Linked DNA regions of Mus musculus: region 2 is linked to region 1. The links are chromatin contacts, called in public targeted proximity ligation maps. All regions are on one chromosome and are shown on one strand. The core of a region is the stretch at or near the end of the contact, and the rest is flanking DNA. Distances in the headings are between cores, read along the strand shown.

The links.
Region 2: a targeted proximity ligation map of embryonic forebrain shows a contact between it and region 1, with 5 times the contacts expected there. A contact is called at or near these places in 3 of 130 datasets of targeted methods (embryonic forebrain, pancreatic cancer cells and stem cell-derived neural progenitor cells).

The regions. Positions count from the first base shown.
Region 1 is chr19:7,416,156-7,418,950 of GRCm38.p6, forward strand. It overlaps 2700081O15Rik (RIKEN cDNA 2700081O15 gene), which reads left to right and starts at 1,470. Exons shown (of 5, transcript NM_175381.6): 1 at 1,470-1,762. The coding sequence starts at 1,624.
Region 2 is chr19:8,987,899-8,990,693 of GRCm38.p6, forward strand. It overlaps Ahnak (AHNAK nucleoprotein (desmoyokin)), which reads left to right and starts at 1,386. Exons shown (of 5, transcript NM_009643.2): 1 at 1,386-1,531.

The DNA.
Region 1 (2,795 bases), core at 220-2,719:
CCCCAAGGTGAAATCTCTCCCAAGTCATTCCGGAGACTACGTGTGAGTGTGTGTATGTGTGTGTGTGTGATTTCCACCAGTGACTCTTGTCCTCTTGGCATATACACTTCGGAGAATGGTTTCCTGTGGGTCGGGTAATTTAATAGTTTCCTTACTCCCAAGGGGCTGAAACTGTTTCCTTTTTATAAACTGAGGATGTCTAAGTTACCCGCATTAGTAGCAATCTTGTTCACTGCTGCATGTCCAGAGTGTCAGCTCTTGTAGCACATAGTAGGTGTTAAGTGTGAGAATGACTCCATGAATGGTGCCTTCTTTGACTGTGGTGTGCCTCCCCGACAGGGAGGGAATAAAACCCACTTCTAGACCCTCATGGTCTCTGGCATCCTGTAATTTGGATCTCCAGGCCTCTGCTTTGTTGTGGACGACTAACCAAAGGCTAAGGGAGGACCTGTTTCTCCAGCTGGCCCTGGCAGGACCCCAGGTTGCCTCGACCCTACAACCTTTCGAGGTTCCTTCTCCAGGCTTACCGGGAGCCTGAGACCTGAAGGTGTCCCTCGGCCGAAGCCAGAATTCGCCCCAGGGTTTTCCAGCCTAGGGATGCGAATCTCCAGCTGCCCATCACCAGGATCCCAGTCCCTTCTTTGCACCTTCGTCCTGTGCAGGAGCCCGGGGCTGAGCGGAGTGCCTCACCCGGTACCTATAGGCCTGCGGGGGCAGGAGCCTGAATCACCGCCGCAGTCTCCCTCTCTTTCCGGCTTCCAGCCCAGGGCCACCTCTGTTTCGGAACGCCGGCTGGCCAGGCGCAGCGTGCTAGCTCTCTTACACTCCTCTGCGCGCCCCTCTTCCCGGCTTGCGCTTTCGCGGCCGCCGCCCTCACTCTGGCCGGCTCCAGGGAAACCTCGCCCCGCCGCCCCTCCCCGGTAGAAGCCAGAGCTGCCAGCGCTAGCCCCAGGCTCCCGCGGGAGGGGGCGCGGCAGCCCCCACGGCTCCACCCTCTCCGCGGGGCCGCGGCCATCTGGGGCCCCTGCCAGGCGCGTCTGCTTGGGGCCCGCGCCCAGCTCCTGCGGGAGGACGAGGCACCCCGGAGAGGGGAACGGTGCCGCCGCACCGGGCGGTCCCCTGCTAGCGGGCTGCGGAGAGCCGCGCTCGGAGATGCCCCGAGGGGGCGGTGGCTGAAGCGCGTCGCAGCGGACTGGACACGGGCGCCCCTGGTCACCTCGGCGACTCTTTACCAGCCGGAGCTGCAGCTGCGGACGCGGCAGGGCGGACCCACGAGGGCGCTGAGGACCGTGCTCCCCGCGTCCGTAACAAGCGCCCGTTGCGGACTTGCCACCTCCCGCTTTCCCCGCACCAGCCCCCCGCGAGCTGGCAGGAGGAAATTGCGCGCGGCCCCTTTAAATTTACCCAGGAGCCCTTAAAGGAGCCCCAGGGGCCCCAGACAGGAATCCCCACCCCGGTCCAGCCCGCGCTGCCGAGCGAGCAGTCAGCCGTCCGTGCGGCCGGCCGCCCGTGAATGCGCCCCGCGCCCGGGGGCCCCGCGCACCGAGCGCCCCGCGTGCGCCGCCGCTGGCTCCGCGGCCCCGCGCCCCGCCGCCCCGGGGCCCCCGCTCCGCAGCGCAGCGCATGGAGCCCGGCGGGGACCACCGGAGCCGGAGCGGCGGCGGCAGGGGCGGCCCCGGGCCCGCAGTGACCTCGGCACGGGGCCGACGGCTGCCGCCCACCGCAGCGAGCGGCGGCACGGAGCCCGAGGAGGACGACGGCGGTAAGATCTGGGGCCGACGACCGGGGGTGGGGGGCCCCGGCGTGGGGGAGGGGAGGGCTGCGGCTCCGGGCCCCTCTCGGCCGCCGAACAAAGCGGGGGACGAGCGCAGGGCGGCTCGGGGCGCCACCTGGTGGGCGCAGAGAGCAGCTACAAGGCCCGCGGGGCGCTCCCTGCCCGTGGCGGGGTCTGCCCGCCGGGCTGGGGCGGATCCCTGCTCCTTAAAGGGCCCCGCGTTGCTCGTTTTTTGGGGGGGGGGGCAGCGACGTGGGAGTCGAGGTGCTGGAACTTGCGGCTCCCGCCCTTTCTCTTTCACACTCCCAGGTGGTCTGTCTTTTAAAGGCTTCCCAGTCCCTCTGTCCCTTTCTGAGGCTTTCCCCAGAGTAGCATAGCTCGGGATTCCGCTGTTCTCGGTTATGCCATCCCTTTCTGCGTGGCCTTGCTGGAGACGTGAACTCTTCCCTTCACGGTTACGCTACGAGAAACAAAGCGCAGCCTGCGTCCTGGGGGCCCCCGTCTGTCATACCCCACGTCGGGAAGGTCTTAGTGAGGGATGGGTTCGCACACGAAGGTGGATGCCCCACCCGTGCGTTGTCGCGTTTCAGAATCGATTTTGGCCCCAGTTTGTCAGCTGTACCAAGACCTGCCGGCCCTAGTTGGCCCTTAAAACCAACTGCTTTTTTTTGTCTCCCTTCTGTAAGGTTCATTGCCTTTAGATCAGCGGAGGTTCCATCCGTACTAGGGAGAGTGCTCTCTACTCTTTGAGCTCCTCTCCCTATAAGCCCCCGCCCCCCACCCCCCCTTTTTATTTTTTTGAAAAAAATCTCAGCTCCTCCTTTTTCTTTCTTTCTTTCTTTTATTTTTTTCTTCTTTCTGCTCTTAAAGGGCCAGTCTGCCTTAGATTTAACAGTGGTCCTGCACTGGAAAGATGCTTAGTAGGATGCTAGCTATTCAGTCAGTGCATTTGCAGACAAAGGCGTATAGGCCCAGAGAGCGGATGTGACTGACCTACCAAAGGTCACTGGGCAAGGCACCA
Region 2 (2,795 bases), core at 136-2,635, 1.6 Mb after region 1:
CCTGGTGTGTCCATTACATCTGTGTCTGTTCTCTGTCACTCCCTTCTGTTGTCTCCCTCCCCCCATCGCCTGTACCCTGTGTGGTAACTGGACCTGGACACAGCCCCCAGGGCTGGCAGCAGACTTGGCTGATATTTTTAGCCTGCAAACATGTTTGCCATTTCAGAGGACAGGGCAGGGCTGGTCTCAGCCCCAGCCCACTCATGATCTTGGAGCGAAGGTGCTCCTGCCTCAGGCCAAGGTCTCAGTTCTCCAGCTTGAGGCCTCTTGGGGCATTTGGGAAGGAAGGGAAACTGGAGTGGGCAGCTGGGTAGCCACCTGCCAGAGAGGGTAGAACTCAATAGGGAAGGAGAAAAAGGGAGGTGCGGAGGGGGGATGCAGCCAGAACATCTCTGCAACCCCATCATTAAGCATTTAATAAAATCCACATAGAGTTAGAAGTGGCTGTGGGAAATGGCTGTAAATTGGGGAGCGGAGCAACTTGCAAATGGAAATATGGGGGAGGAGCTGTGAGAGGCGCAGAAGGCCTGGGAATGCAAAGAAAGTGCTGGATCTTGGGTTCCTCAAGCTTACTGGGGCATAGTGGTTCATGCCTTTAGTCCCAGGGTGGCAGAGGCAGGGGAATCTGTAAGGCTGTCAGTTCTAGCCAGTTCTGTGATGGCCGGGCTACACAGTCTGTGCTCCCTCCCCCAAATAAAATACCCAAAAGGCATGGGGGACAGAGTTTACAGGAGAGAGTGAGTTGTTCCATGGTGCGTCCAACAGCTGCAGGCCTGACTGGTGTCGCTGCAATGAAGAACAGCACCGTGGTGTGGTGCATAGGTGACTCCATTCCTAGGGGTCGGATCTAAGTCTTAGAGTCAGTGTGTTTTGTAGAAGAGGAGAGAGCCTGAAGGCGAGGAACGGGGCGAGGCTGCAAGAAGCCTGGGAACTGGGAGAGGAGGCTGGGGCCTGGGATTAATGTATCTGAGCTTGAGAGAAAGCTCAAAGGTCTGTGTGGAGGCTGGAGGTCGAGGTTGAATCATCTGAGCTTCTTGGCTCTTCTGCAGACTAGGTTGACTCTGGATTCCGACTGTGAATCTGTGCCCCTGCGTGCTTCCAGGAATTTCTTGCCGGTGAACACACACACACTGTTTAAAATGGGGTGGGAAGATCCAGAGCCGGGACAGGAGCAATAGATGGGATAGGGGAGGGGAAAAGGCGACGCCTCCTCGTCCCTGAGCCCCCTCAACCTTCTCCCTTCACCGGCCCATTCCAGGGTGGCTTCAGTGTTAGTCGTGCTCTCGGGTCCTTGCCCTATTCGGGCCCCGCCCGGCCCCGCCCTCTCCCCACAGCTCCGGGCAGACCCGCCCGAGTTACAAGAGCCGCCTCCGCGCACGGGGGCCCGGCCACTTGGAGCAGCTCTGCCGCGGGGACTGCACTGTCCGCCCTGCCAGACCCGCCCCGACTGGGGCTCGCCGTCGCCAGCAGTCAGCACTGCGACCTCGGGCCCTTCGCCGGCTATGGCTGCGTCCTGGGGCTGAGCCCGCAGGTAGGGAAGCGGAGCGCTGGGCGGTAAGGTGTGGGGCCAGGGTTCGGGCGACCAGGGGAGAGAGGGACTCGGACAAGGTGCATTTGCGGTAGTGTCACTACGAGGGTTCCGACTGTTGGGAGCAAACCTGGCCGCTTGCGGCCGCCGGGGCAGGCGACGCGTCACGCTTCGGGAGTAAAGCTCTTTCTCCGGAGTTGGGGCCAAGTTTAACTAAGTTAGAAAATCGCTTCGAAGTGTGCTTTGCTGCGCTTTTAGTTTTTTCCCGCGGATGTATTGTCGTTCCAACTGCAGTGCAGGGCGTTCCTGATCTGGTGGTCCCTGACCGATTCCATCTCTTTGGGGCGGCGGCTCAGAGCGCTACTTGGTTCCTATACCATGTTTACTGGAGAAGTTTCCAAGAGCCCCATCGCCCCTCCCGCGCCCCTGCACCGCGTGCCCCCTCTGCTGTCTTTCGCGGCTCCCCACACCTCCATCTCGAACTTCGCGTCCGGATTCCCCTCGGCCCCACCCTGCTCTGTACCACCAGCCTCTCCCTTTCTGGCTCCTAGCGGCGACTTTAACAGCTCCCCTTCAACTGCCCCGCCCTAGTCTTGCCCCTCTGTGTTTCCAGATCCAGAAAACTCCCTTCTTTCTCCAGGGCGTCGGAGCCTGGAAGTTTGCAGCGTGCCTCCCTGTGGGATGGGTGGGAGTGGGAGGGGGGGTGGGGGACATAATTAGGGAGATTCCTGCGCTGGGTGGGCGGGGAGGGGGCTGTGCAATCGACACAGTCCCCAGAACCTCCCTTGCTCCTTCTAGGGGCGGTGCTTTCTCCCCACCCCACCCCACTCCCAAACTCGTCCGGGCGGGATGGCCCCCGCCCCAGCGCCTGGCTGGATTCCAGCAGCCTGAGGAATGTAGTGGTTGGAGCCGGTGACTAATTCAAACCAGAATTCGGGGGTGGGGGTGGGGGTGAGGGGCAAAGCGGAGGGGGAAAGAGGCCGTGTGTAGGCGGTGGGGGCCGGAGCGCAGGGCGTAGGTGAAGGACTTCCCTGCTCTCCTTTGGAACCCTTCACTTTTGCAGTGCGCGCCAGCGGAGAGGGCGGGGGGCAAGATCCTACTGTGGGGTTGGAAAGGCAACATGCTTAGGGTGTGTGCAGAGAGCTGTGTTATGTAAGGCTTTCCCATGCAGGGAGGGGATGTGCAGTGTGCGGGAGCCTGGGCCTCCTCTGGCTGGAGCCCCTTTCAGTGCCGAGGCAGATTTGGGGGACGCAGAACCTTGGTGGCG